Regions from separate parts of the Mus musculus genome. Here region 2 is linked to region 1. The links are chromatin contacts, called in public HiChIP or PLAC-seq maps. All regions are on one chromosome and are shown on one strand. Each heading gives the region's core, a stretch centred on a gene start, on an enhancer-like site or on the middle of the called end of the contact. The rest is flanking DNA. Distances are from core to core; before and after follow the strand shown. Region 1 overlaps Tmem260 (transmembrane protein 260). Region 2 holds the start of Gm23470 (a small nuclear RNA gene).

What was found. HiChIP or PLAC-seq counts read pairs in DNA pulled down with a chosen protein or histone mark.
Region 2: an H3K27ac HiChIP or PLAC-seq map of embryonic stem cells shows a contact between it and region 1, with 9 times the contacts expected there. The contact joins two enhancer-like sites. A contact is called at or near these places in 10 of 39 promoter capture datasets (the HPC-7 cell line, cranial neural crest, frontonasal cranial neural crest and 7 more), 1 of 15 datasets of contacts at CTCF or cohesin (stem cell-derived epiblast-like cells), 15 of 484 Hi-C or Micro-C datasets (the BV-2 cell line, LSK cells, Th1 cells and 7 more), 16 of 115 datasets of contacts at active chromatin or transcription factors (cardiomyocytes, embryonic basal ganglia, embryonic fibroblasts and 6 more) and 1 of 9 other capture datasets (embryonic stem cells).

What each region holds. Positions count from the first base shown.
Region 1 is chr14:48,501,597-48,508,527 of GRCm38.p6, reverse strand. Tmem260 (transmembrane protein 260) reads right to left here. Exons shown (of 16, transcript NM_172600.4): 13 at 3,107-3,283; 14 at 1,332-1,385. Among named protein-coding and RNA genes, the nearest start is that of 4930572G02Rik, 56 kb to the left of the region's middle. Within about 2 kb of position 4,202, at least 12 of the 459 cell types and tissues checked have an H3K27ac peak or open chromatin away from gene starts, as enhancers often do. A contact at or near this core is called in embryonic stem cells and epiblast stem cells, where this site is marked.
Region 2 is chr14:48,996,306-49,003,236 of GRCm38.p6, reverse strand. It overlaps Gm23470 (a small nuclear RNA gene), which reads left to right and starts at 1,401; the gene lies at 1,401-1,558. Within about 2 kb of position 4,261, at least 19 of the 459 cell types and tissues checked have an H3K27ac peak or open chromatin away from gene starts, as enhancers often do. A contact at or near this core is called in embryonic stem cells and epiblast stem cells, where this site is marked.

The DNA.
Region 1 (6,931 bases), core at 2,953-5,452:
CCCCTGTAACTAGACTGGCAACTTTATGCCACTTTCTAACTTTTTCAAAAAGCTCTCTGATACAAATTACACTACAGATATTTTGCAATCTTTATATTGGAGTTATGTTTCTTTCTTTAAAAAGATTTTTATTACTTTTTTTTTCTTATTTATTTATTTTGGGTGTGTGTGGGGGCGGGGCACAGGGCTATACATGCTACAATGTAGAAGTCATAGGACAACTTGCAGGAATCAGTTTTCTCTGGCTACCATGTAGTAGTGAGGTTTGAACTCAGGCTGACACATTTGGAGCCAAGTGCACCTTTACCTGTTGAGCCATCTTGCTTGTCCAAGGAGCTATATTTCTTGGCAATTCTTAATAAATCCATATATATATATATATATATGATTTATATCCTAACTCTATCCTCAGAACATAATCTCTGGCATAGATTGGGCATCAACATATTTTTGCAGAAGGAAGAACTCCATATGTGTGAGAGACCCTGTTCTATATTGCCTAGGAGTTTTGCATGAATGGCCAAAGTTTGATTTGTGTTGGTTTTATTTTACTTTAATTTTTTTACATTTATTTATTTTGCATCTGTGTGAGTCTGCAAGCTGTATCTTAAATATGGTAACTAGAGGACAATTTATGGAACCTGTGGGTTCCAAGGATCAACTCAAGTCACTGGGCTTGGCAGCAAGTGCCTTTACCCTCGAAGCCATCTTGCCGGCTCCTGTTGGTTGATTATTCAAAAATAATGACAGAGACCAAGAAAAAGCAGCAGTGCCACCAAGAAGTGATCCATCTGGAACAGCGTGCCTCTCTCTGTGAGCAGTCTCTGTGAGTAGCGGGTGATGTCTTTTCATGTAGTCTGCTGTGACAAACTGTGCTCCATGAGGGCAGGGACTGTCACCGTCCTGTGTAGCTTCTGGCCTGGCACACCGCCTGGCCTCTGTAAGCATTAGCTGAGTGTGTTAATGACAAACTGGCATAGCACGAATGGAGCCATGGCTGTATTGCCTAATTACAGAACAGAGCCCAGGAGTCAGGATGCCTCGGGGTTACACTGAGCTCTGGACTCCATCACTGTCATTACGGGCCCTTGGAAATCTGTCTGCCTCGCTCTTTTATAAAATGGAGATAACAGAGCTTCACAGGTTATTATGAAGATTATTAATATTACTATGTATTACACATGCATAGTAATACAATGTCTTGAACCAAATAGCTGTTCTGAAGTTATTTTTATTCCCACTCATCCACAGTCCCAGAACAAAAAGTACCATGGGCTATTCCTTCACATATTAAAAAACAGGCTGCAAATAATAAAATGTAGATCACTCACCTTGCTTGCCACATCTCCTCATTGGCCACCGATTCCCAAGAAGATGGACCAAATCTGTAGTTAAAAGAAAAACAGTTTCCTTCGTCGCTTACATTACAGCATGACACACAATGCCTGCTTTATAGTGTTATAAGCACTAGAAGAGGCTGGCTCTGGATGCATTGATGATAGCCACACCAAAGCTTTGCATTTTAGTAGCTGCCTCAAGGGGCAGAGGACAGAGGGGAAGAGGCTGCAGGCAGTGGGCAGCTGTTCCTGAGGCACAGGGCTTCACTTAACCCCTGCTGGGCTATGGGCTGCTTGAAGAATTCCAGCCAAACAACTGCTAGGCAGAGTTTTATAATAAAAATGTATAATAAAATTTTAAAAAATTATAGTTAAAATTTCTTATCAAGTATCTGTTTAGAGAGAATGGTGCTAAGGAACAATGTGTGTGTGTGTGTGTGTGTGTGTGTGTGTGTGTGTGTGTGTGTGTGCACGTGGCTATCTGAAGAAAATGTAATTTTTTTATTTTTTTGAGAAAGGGTCTCACTATGTAGATCAGATTGGTCTTGAACTCAGATCCTGGTGACTCTGCCTCCTGGGTGCTGGGACTTTAGGCATGTGCCACCACAGCCAGCTAGCTGTAATATTCCAGCTTCTCTGATGAATACTGGTGAGTCAGCAAGCTCTGCTGTGGTCAGCACTGTGGTGGTGTTTCTCACCGGCTCCAAACCTTTCCTAGAGCCTGTTAACGTGATCGCTCTTCTTGCACCTGAACTATAAACAATAGGCTATCTAATATAGATAATCCAGTAATGTAAAATACTTATATTTAATTGTGTGTGGGAGTATGTACATAGGCGTGCAGGTGGCTGTAGAAGGCAGAAGAAGATGTTGGCTTGCTGGAGCTAGACTTATAGGTGGTTATGAAGCCACCACAAGTGGGTGCTGGGAACCAAAGCTGGGTCTTCTGCAAGAGCAGAAGAGGCTCAATAACGCATAATTTAAAAAATCAGATAACGGGGGCAATTTATTTTACTTGACTTATTTTCCACATAGGTAAGAACAAGCCTGTGTAAAAATGTTTTAAGAAGAAATTAATAATGCCCTAACCAGTATAACAAGGTTGATGACAGACAGGCACAGGAAAGCTTCTCGGATTCAGCCTTTCTTACAGAAACTGTCTGTCTGTCTTTCCGCTCTTGTGCTGGAGACTGAATCACCCATCCCGAGCGCATGCTAGTAAAAAAGTGCTGCACCACTGAGCCACACGCTAAACTCGTCTGTGTGCTGGAAGTTCACTCTTGTGGCAAGTGTCATGGGCAGAAGAGCGCCCGTAAGGCTTAAGCACAGCACAGGAGTCCCTTCCACGGGTAGGGTGATACAGTACAGGCTGCTGGACCATGCGGCGTCATGGCCCGAAAGCAGAAGATGGCATGCATCAGACTCAGGGAGCCCATTCACCATCCCTCAGATTCCCCAGACAGGAGGGGGACAGAGACGGTCTCCTCCTGCTCATGCGTTCTGATCTGTTGTTGGCAGAAACTAATTGATTGAAAAACAAAGCCAAAAAATTAAGAAGCATCTCAAGAGCCAAGTGTGGTGGGACGGGCCTTTCATCCCAGCACTTGGGAGGCTGATGCAGGAGGGTCCTGAGTTCAAGGTCAGCCTGCATTGTAAGAATTTGTCTCAAAAAACCCAAAACGACAAAAAAGGGTATCTCAGAATGTAGCCTTTTTCCTTTTTAGACACACAGAACTGACATCTACGTAAAACACAACAGCCGCCCATACCTTTCATAGGCCTCAGTCCAGTTATAGATGGCTCTTGTGCGTTCAATCCACTCCTCTGGGTTGAATACAATCTTTGAAGGCACCAATTTGTCACAAGATCCCCATGGCCAAAGTGAATAGTCCTTTTTCCAGGTTGGGTCGCCTTCATGAATTCCTATGCAAACAAATGTTTCTTTTCTACCCAAAACAGAAGAGCATACAGTTCTAAATGTTATATTCCTTTAGTTCACAAAAGGTCATTTTGGAGTTCATAAGCCTGAGTTATTTATACACCATTTGTGAATATGTTGGTTTATTTAAATCTTTCTTAAATATAGCACATGAAATTTATTTACTGTAAAAACAAAACAAAACACTACAGGAAGGAGCAAACTGGAACCAATGAGAACCGTCTTCCTGCCCTCACCAGGAACGGGTGTGTCACATACAAACAAATGCTTTCTTTGATATCCCTTCTTATTTTACAGGTAGAGTTATAGGTCCTGGTCGGCCGCAGCCACTGTACTCCTGGTTTCTTGTCATTTCTGTGTGTATTATTTGCATTTGTAAGTCTCCCCGAGAAGCCTGGAAGCGTCCTGAGGATAGGCCCCCCCGCCCGCATTAACTCTGAATGCCACACAGCACGAGGTTAACACATAATAAATACTGGCTGGAATTAAATTAATCAGATTTGAATAACTGTTAGGAACCTGAGAGCCTACGGAAAGTTAGAAACAGAAATGGCTTAAACAATAGCTTTCTTCCAATCTGTGGTTGTTAAGTAGAAAGAAAAGAGAAAAGGGACCACCTCATTGGGAGACCGATTTGAAAGTTAAAGGCTTGGGTAACTTTGAAAGGAGACAATGGGAGTGGAGATCTTACATTTTCCCCTTATCCCTTTCTGCCTCTATGATTTAGAGAAGTTATTTAACTTGCTGTCTTCTCATCTGCCTAGTGTTCTCGGGCTGCTGAAAGCTACACGGGCATCAGGCATGCAGCTCTCCCTCCAGAGGGACAGGTCACTCTGGGAAAGACAGTTACAGCCTCACTCGGCTAGGCTCTGGGAGGAAGCCAGCAGCAGCCAGCTGAGGACCCGGATGAGAAGACCCAGGAAAGAACCCAGATCCAAATCAGCAGGGCTCCATCCTCCCTCCCTTTCCACACTGAAGCTAGCGGGATGGCCAAAGGCAGCTCCCAGTTTTCAAGCCCAAGGAGTAAGAAAGGGGTCCGGGGCGGAAGACTGGGGATGGGGGTTCCTTGTCCTAGGCATGGGAGCAATTACGTGGAAGCTGTGGGGTTAGCAGCGGTGTGGTGATGGTAGTGTGGCTGGTTAGGGACCCCAAACCCTGAGTTCCAGGGGCAGTATGAGTTCAGCCTGATGCCTGATATAGACAAGAGTCTCAGGGAGAAAGGATGCGCCTGCGCGGGGCAGAAGATGAAAGCTTTCTGGCCCAAAGTACGAAGGAAGTACGCCCTATGGAACTGGAAAAATACTGGGGCGACTGAGCTACGAGTTCACTGTGCCATGGAGTTCTGGCTCCATGTGGGGTTTACACAATTGGTCAAAGAGCAAACTATACTCCTTAGGACTTGGACAGACTCTGGATAATGATGAAAACGGATCAGGCAGGGATGTGGGGTCAAAAGTAAGCCAAAAAAAAAAATGACCTTGGTTTTACTGGCCAAAGGAAAAAACGGACCAAAAATGTTTAAGGGTACTGGTGTGTGCTCTGGTTTATTCTAATCTTTCTCCTTTTGTATTGCAATCTAATGAGCACAGAGTCCAGGAAGCTATGAGGGGGATCAGACCCTTTAGGTGTGTCCTGAACTCCAGCTCAGTCACCAGGATGGAGAGGTACCGTGAACACCTTGTGGGTGGGAGAACTGGACTGACCCGGCCACCCCACACAGTGCCTCTATCTAATAAAAATATATCAATCCCTAGAGCAGGACCCTCAGGGCAGCCCTTGCCTGGGTCTTGCTTACACACACCTCCGCTTCCTTCCTCTCTCTCGAGCTCTTACCTATAACAAAACTCAACCTCTCCATTATCTGTGAATTTTATCCTGTGAGTCTATGAGACCAGAGACCCAGAAGCCACTGGACTGGGTGGCTATGGTGGCTGTGGACAGTCTGTGAACTGTCTGGTCCCTGTGGTTTTATCATACTCAAGGACTCTTGCTCCACCCCACCCCCAGCACACACGGAGGGTCAAGAGTCACCATGAGCACTCTATACCCAGCCTTGCCTCCAGCCCTCTTTTTACTATGGGACAAGGTTAAAGCTACTCCTGCTGGCTTTAAACTCTCTCTGTAGCCTAGACTGGTACTGAACCCATGATCTTCCTGCCTCAGCGTCCTCCTGGGATGGCAGGCTTTCAGGACCAATCAGTCAACAGTCTGAATGGTTTTCAGGCTACCACCACACTGAGTGAAGCACGAGGGACTCTAGGTTACGCCCTGACACCCTGGAAACCGTGGATTCTCCACAGTGAGGAGCGGAGCACTGGTAGCCGAAGTGGGGCTGTGAACACAGCAGCTGCTGTACAAGAGCAGCACAAGAACATTTGCACTGGACCATCCTGCATCCTCACTGTGGGATGCCATGCACAGTGTACACATGTCAGGGCTGGACCATCCTGTATCCTCACTGTGGGATGCCATGCACAGTGTACACATGTCAGGGCTGGACCATCCTGTATCCTCACTGTGGGATGCCACGCACAGTGTACACATGTCAGGTCTCGTAGAAATCTGTGTCCATTAAAAGTCTATTTTAATGAATGCTTTTTAAAAAACAGTAATCAATAAATAAGCTTCCTTCCTTAAAAGTATGTGCCGAGGAAGACATCACACGGTGGCCTAGCAAGTGCCCTTAAGCCGTTCATGTCTTCAGAACCCATCATTTCTTGTCTGAGTGAGATGTTTATATTCTAATTACTATTAGCATAGTTTTTTTTAAATATTTATTTTTACTTTATGTGTTTTGCCTGCATGTATGGCTGAAGGTGCCAGCTCCCCTAGAATTGGAGCTACAGACAGTTATGAGCTGCCATGTGGGTGCTGGGAAATTGAACCAGGTCTTCTGCAAGGGCAGCCAGTGCTCTTAACCACCGAGCCATCCTTCCAGTCGAACATATTTTACTAACAGTGTTCTAACACACTAGTACTCTTTACCCCGATGATTTAAAATTCTACCTCCTCCATAAAGACTAGATACAACAGGCTCATAATTTTAGCATAGTAAAAAGTCAGAAAGTATATCAAGTAACACAGTACTATAGGGCTTGTATCTCTACTACACTTTTATGAAACATTTTGAATGTTTGATGGTTCCAGCCATATTTCCCCAGTATGAACCATTCCCAGAATGAACACACACTACATTTTAAATGTTAAAAACATTAAAATCAGGTAACAGCAGGCAATACTGTTCCTGGGACCTCTGTTAGTCAAAAATATTTAAAAATGCTGTGGCCCAGAATGATGATCTTCATAATAGCAAAAATATAGAAACGATTTTAAAAACATAAAAAATGGTTAATTATCCATTTTACAGAAGCCTCAAGGCTACAAAATGATGCATTTTACTGATTACATAGAAAAGTTTATGACATGAGGTAGAAGTGCAATTATATTCTCTGTCACCTGGACATGTGTACGTAAATAAGTGACTTATGCTAAGGACAATGAAACTTCAAAGCCAGGTGATCAAATGACAGGAGCAGTGTCCTTGACTGACAGCATTTCCAGGGAGATGAAATATTTCTATAAGATTGTTCTTGGAACCCTTTTTCCTTTCCTTTCCTTTCCTTTCCTTTCCTTTCCTTTCCTTTCCTTTCCTTTC
Region 2 (6,931 bases), core at 3,012-5,511, 490 kb before region 1:
AGCCAGCAAGGAAAGGTCTCCAGCTTTCCTGTCCTCAGGACCAGCTCACCAGTGTCCACACCACCAGAGCCAGCTCTGTTCTGTTGCCCAGAAAAGGTTCAGGACCTGCAGCTCAAGAGGGGCAAGGTCATCTCCCCACTCTCCTTACCTTGGGGCCAGCTCTCCTGCTGATCAAAGGTGGCAAGGGGTTGGGGGAGGTCATTTTTTAAAGCAAATTAGGAATAAAAATTCCTTACAGTAGTTACAAAAAGTAGCAAGAATTATAATAGTGATAAATGTACAAAACTTACTTTCTGGAATCAATAATGAAACAAGGAAATATGCTATCATTTCTGTTTAATATACTGGAGATCTTTGACAATGTAGTAAGACAGAAATTATTTTTCCTTTATACCAGCAATAGCAATTTGAAGATAAAGATTTTAAGACAATACTAATTACAAAGCACCAGATATCTAAGAGTAACGCTAGTGAGGAAATCTGTCTAAGACTTTAAAACTCTGAGGGCCATCATGGACAGCAGGCTCCGTATTTTAAAGTGCTTAACAGAATCTTAACCAAGATACTTGAGCTATGAGCAGGCCATTTGACTGTGATAGAATTCTGGAATTTCACCTTTTGGAATGTGGAAGTAAGCTTGTTACGCAGTTTGAACAGAGCCTTTCATCTGGAAGGAAGGAAATATTCCTGAATTCATTGTGCTTTTTCATTACCTCAGATCCTAAAAGAACTTTCCAGGAACCTTCATATCGAAATCCAGTCTTCCAACTGCTTGGCCCCCAAGAGTGAGTCTCTTCCACGGCCACTCCTAAGTCCAAAATCCATTCATTTTCTGTGCAGATAATAAGAAAAAAATAGGGAAATAGTTAAAAGAATTATATATGCAAAACATATGATAAACATCTGCATATCCTTAAGACTCAAATAGGAAAACAGGCAAAAAATTTTGAAACAGCTACAAATGAAAACATTTAATAACATAAATAACAAGAAAAGTTCTCAAATTTACTGCTCACTAGAGACTGACCCTACATGAGATTCCACCTGCAGAATCAAGACGCCCAGACAACTCCGTCCTCTAGCAATATGAAAGGAGTGGAAGGCACACCTTTCTGATGGGGTGGGTATATCATGATGTAGGTTATTTTTCAGCTTCATATGCATACTTTAAATAGGCAGAATCAGTGTTCAAGAATGAAAGGGAGCGCTGAGCACAGTAAAATGAATGCACTTCTTCTTTTTTATATTTTACTTTTTTCTTTTATTGGAAGTAGAGAGTTTTTTTCATACAGTATACACCACTTACAGTTTCCCCTCCCTCTGCTCCTCCCAATCCCCTCCCACCTCTCAGAGACCTTTGGAGTCCAGCCCCTTTCCAGCTCATGAGAAAACAAACAGGCATACTTACCTGGCAGGAGAGATACCATGATCACGAAGGTGGTTTTCCCAGGATAAGGTTTATCCATTGCACTCCAGATGTTCTGACCTCTGTGACACCCCCATCAAAAACAAAAATAGGCAAACAAATCAAACAAATGGGCAGCTCAGGGATAATAATAGAATAAGATGAAATAAAACCACGGGAATGGGACAAAACAAATACAAAAGGAAAGGAGCCCAAAACAAAAGAAACAGAGATAGACTCAGACACACTCAGGCACACTCAAGAATCTCCGTAAAAACACAAAACCAAAATCCATTTTATACACACACACACACACACACACACACACAAAGGACATGTAGAGTAAAAAATGAGAAATAAAATTTAAAACGTTAAAAATGTATTTATTTTTTCAAAGCTCTGACAAAGGACCTCCAAAGACACTGAGTTGGTTTTCTGCTGGCCATCTACTGCTCGGCTGTAGCCCACCCTCAAGAATAATTTGTTTCCTCAGTGAGACTCCCTTAGAGGAAACTAAGTTTTCATTTGTAAGTGGGTTATCAATTGGAGATAACCTCTGGGTTAGAAATGCGGGTGTATGTCCTCTTCTCCTTGGAGTTCCAGGACCCCAATTGGCACAGACCCACACAGGGACTCTGTCTACTACTTCAGTCTCTGTGAGTTCATATGTGCACCGATCCTGTTGTGTTTAGAAGGCCTGGTTTTCTTGGTGTCTTCCATCCATCTTCTCTGGCTCATACACTCTGCCTCCTCTTCCTCAGTGTTCTCTTAGCTCTTAGGGAATAGGATTTGATGGACTCATCCCATTTAGAACGAGTGTCCCAAGGTCTCTCACTCTGCATATTGTCCTTCTGTGGGTCTCTGTCCCATCCATTACAGGAGGAAGCTGCTCAGGTAGTGTCTGAGCAAGTCTCTGACCTATGTGTGGCAGAATGTCAACAGGAGTCATTTTATTGCTACATTCCATTAACAGAGCAGTAGTATTTGGTTTTACCCTGGGTCCCTGGGCTATCTAGTCTCAGGTTCTTGGTTACCCAAGAAGCACTGGGTATGGACTCCATCTCATAGAATGGGCCTTAAGTCAAATCAGTTATTGGTTAGCTATTCCCACAATGTTGTGGCCACCATTGCACTAGTGTATCTATCTTGCAGTCAGGACATCATTATAGATAAAGGGTTTGTGGCTGGCTTGGTGTTTATGTTTCTCTTTTGGTAGTGTGCAGAGTATCTCCCGGTACCAAGAAGCTCTAGATGAAGTTCTAGGTAGGCACCAGCTCAACTTCTCTGTGTTCAGTGAGTTGTGTAGTTGCTGTCTTCAGAAATAGGGTCTTGCTCTCAGTTTGTGAAGAGCAATCTACAGCCTGGGCAACAGCGTGGGTTGTTTGGGGAACCCAATTCCTGTGGAACTCCTTTGGCCAACAATTTAATTAGATGTAAGCCAAACCTAGTTCTGGAAGGTTCATTTGGTAACAAGAGATAGCCAGTTGGGGCTCTGTCTCCCCTGTTATTTGGTGATTTTAGCTAGATCTCCTAACATACATAAAATGTATTTCAGGGAGCTTCCACTGTAGTAGATTACAATAACCACCCATAAGATGGCCCCTTCAATTTGGCTGTCTCTCCCTGTATTCTCTTCACCTTCCTGCTTGATCTTCCCATTCCAGTCCCTACCCACCACATCAGTTCCTAACTATTTAGCCTATTTCTCTTTCCTAGAAAGATCACCCCCAGTAGAACATCTGCAGTTCTGTAGGTTATAACTTGGTCATCAAAAACTTAGCAGCAAATATCCACATATAAATGAATCCATACCATAGTTTTGTTTCTGGATCACTAAAGGGCATTTTTTTCTAGTTCCATCCATATTTATCTGCAAATTTCATGATTTTTTTTAGCAACTGAACAATATGTCATTTGTAAATGTACCACATTTTCTTTATCCATTCATCTATTGAGGGGGACATCTAGGTTACTTCCAATTTCTGGCTGTTATGACTAGAACAACACAATGAACATGGTTGAGCAAGTGTCTCTGTGGGAGGACGAGGCATCTTATCCTTTGGGTATATGTCTGAGAGTAGTAGAGCCAGGTCTTGAGGTAGAGCAATTCCCATCCTCTTGAGGAACCACTACACTGATTTCCATAGTGGCTGTACAAGTTTGCACACTCACCAGCAATGGACAAGTGTTCCCTTCATTCCACATCCTTGCCAGCACGAGCTATTGAATTTGGCCATTCTGACAATTATAAGATAAAATTTAGATTTGCCTTTCCCTGATAACTAAGAGTGTTTAGCCAGGCAGTGGTAGCACACATCTTTAGACCCAGCAGAAGCAGGAGGATCTCTTAGTTCAAGGCCAGCCTGGTCCACATAATGAATTCAAGGACAGCCATAGTTACACAGAGAAAGCCTGTCTCAAAAAACAAAAAACAAAAAAAACAAAACAAAACAAAACGAGAGAGAGACAGAGAGAAGAAAAGGAATGTTAAACATTGTTAAGTGTTTACTCAGCCATTTGAGGTTTCTCTTCTGAGAATTCTCTACTTAGATCTGTACCCCATTTTAAAAATTGGGTTATTTGATTTCTTGGTATGCAGGGTTTTTTGTTTGTTTGTTTGCTTAGTTTTTCTTAGTTCTTTATAAATTTTCAATATTAGCCCTCTGTCAGATGTGTAGTTGGAGGGGTGGGGGGATTTCTCCCATTCTGTAGGTGCCTGCTTGGTGTTCTTTGCCTTACAGAAGCGTTTCAGTGTCATGAGATCCTACTTACAAGTTGTTGACCATAGTGCCTGTGCTAATCGCGTTCTTTTCTTGTGCTAATGAGTTCAAGGCTGTTTCCTGTTGTGGAAGGGCCTGGTGCTATTTGTATGTTGATGCTAAACCACTCTCCTGGGAGGGACAAAGAGTGAGTCATACTCAGGTGACTTCGTGTGAACCAATCCACTAATGAATAAAGGAGCCAATCACTGGGCAAGTAGGAGGGACTTCCAGGTTGGACAGAGGAAGAGAGGAAGCAGGAGAGAGTTAGGATCTTTTGGGGAAGAGATAGCATGAGGACAAGATGTAGCTACGAGTGTCTCCTGGTTTCAATGATGGATCCATCAGGATTTGCCACCAGAGGATCTAGACTTAATAAGGCTTACAAGATTAGGATTTTAGTTGCTGCACTCAGCAATTGAGTTACCTGTCATTTCTGAACTAAGTTTGTGCTGCTTTTTCCTTCATGGGGCGGCTAGTCCAAGTTTAGGAGAGAAAGGCAAAAGCATGGGTTTGCCTGAGGTGCACCACAAAGGCCATGGGGGATTTGAAGCAGAGTTGGGGTGGTAGTAACCCACCAGTGGGAACCTAGCAAGCTGGGTGGAGAGATTGTGGAGTTCTGAGTCAGATAAAAACAGGTCGAACATTGCCTTCCAGTGCATGACCAGCTGGGCCACCGGGGCAGAGAGTTGCCAGAACAAGCACAGGAACATGCCAAATCTTTTTAATATTCCCTGCAACAGTTTTCCACTCTCTCTTCTATCAGGCTCAGTGCATCTAATTTTATGTTGAGGTCTTTGATTCATTTGGAGTTGAGTTTTGTGCAAGGTGGTCTGTGTGGATCCATTCAGCTTGAAGATGCTGTCTTTTCTCCCAAGTGTGTATTCCTGGTCTCTTCATCAAAAATCAAGGGCTTGCTTATAGGTGTGGGGATTTATGTCTGGGTCTTCAATTAGATCCAATTGATGAACATGTCTGTTTCTGTGCAATAACACTGTTTTTACTACTATAGCTCTGTAGTCCAATTTGAGGTTGGAAATGGTGATACCTCCAGCAGTTCTTTTACTACTCAACATTATTTTAGTTATGCTTGGTATTTTTGTGTTTCTGTATGAAGCTGAGAATTGTCCTTTAACGGTCTCGTGAAGAATTGTGTTGGAATTTTGTGTTGAATCTCTAGATTGCTTTTGGTAGGATGGCCATTTTTACTGTGTTATCCCTACTGATCCATGAACATGGGAGATCTTTTCATCTTCAGTTTCTTTCTTCAACATCTTAAAGTTTTTATCGTTCATGTCATTCACTTGCTTGGTTAGAGTTACCTCAAGATATTTTATATATTATTTGAGGCTATGATGAAAAGTGTCATTCCCCTGACTTCTTTCTTGATCTGTTATTTGTATATAGGAAGGCTACTGTTTTATGAGTTAACTTTGTATCCAGCTACTTTGCTGAAAGTTTTTATCAGCTGTAGAAGTTTCCTAATAGAAATTTGGGGGGGGGTCACTTCTATATACTATTATGCCATCTGCAAATAAATACACTTTGATTACTTTGACTTCCCCCTTTCCAGTTTGTATCCCCTTGATCTCCTCAGCTGTCTTATTGCTACAACATTAAGTTCCATACTGAATAGGTATACATAGAGTACACAACATTGTCTTCCTCCTGATTTTAGAGGAAATGGATTGAATTTCCGTTTAGGTGATATTGGCTGTGGGCTCAATGTATATCACCTTTATTATGTTGAGGTGTGTCCCTTGTATCTCTAATCTCTCCAGAACTTTTATCATGAAAGGGTGTTGGATTTTGTCATAAGCCTTTTCTGCATCTAAGGAGATGATCGTGTGGTTTTTGTTTTTCAGTTTATTTATATGGTGGATTGCTGATTTGTGGATTTACAAATGTTGAATCATCCCTGGATCTCTGGAACGAAGTCTATTTGATCATGTTGGATGATCTTTTTAATGTGCTCTTGTTGGTTTGCTAATATTTTCTTGAGAATTTTTGCATCTATGTTCATAAGGAAGATTGGTCTTTAATTCTCTTTTTCTTGGGTCCTTATGTGATTTTGGGTATCAGGGTAACTGTGGCATCATAAAATAAATTGAGCAATGTTCTTTCTGTTTCTATTTAGTGGACTAGTTTGAGGAGTATTTCTTTGGTAGATTTTTAATTACTGCTTCTATTTCACTAGGGGCTATAGGTCTGTTTAAGTTGGTTGGTCTTGATTTGATTTTGGTAGGTGGTAAATAACAAGAAAAATTATCCATTTCTTTCAGATTTTCCAATTTGGTAGAGTACAGGATTTCAAAGTATATTCTTAAGATTCTCTGGCTTTCCTTGGTGTCTGTTGTTATGTTCCCTTTCATCTCTAAGGTTAGGTGGAGCTTTCCTCCCTGTCTTTTGGTTAATTTGGCTGAGGCTGTCAATTGTATTGATTTTTTCCCAAAGAACCATTTCTTTGTTTCATTGATTTTTTGGGGGGGATTGTTTTGTTGTTATCGTCATTTCTATTTACTTTGCCCTGTTTGATTATTTTTTGTCATCTACTCTCTTGGGGTATGGTTTCTTCTTTTTCTTCTAGAGCTTTCAGATGTGCTATTAAGTCATTAGTATGAGCTCTCTCTCCAGTTTTTTTTTATGTAGTCACTTAGTGATATGAACGTGCCTTTTGAAACAGCCTTCATGGTTCTCACTGGGCACTTTGCCTTTTTGTTTTCGTGCAACTCTAGAAAGTCATTTATTTCTGCCTTAATTTCTGTCT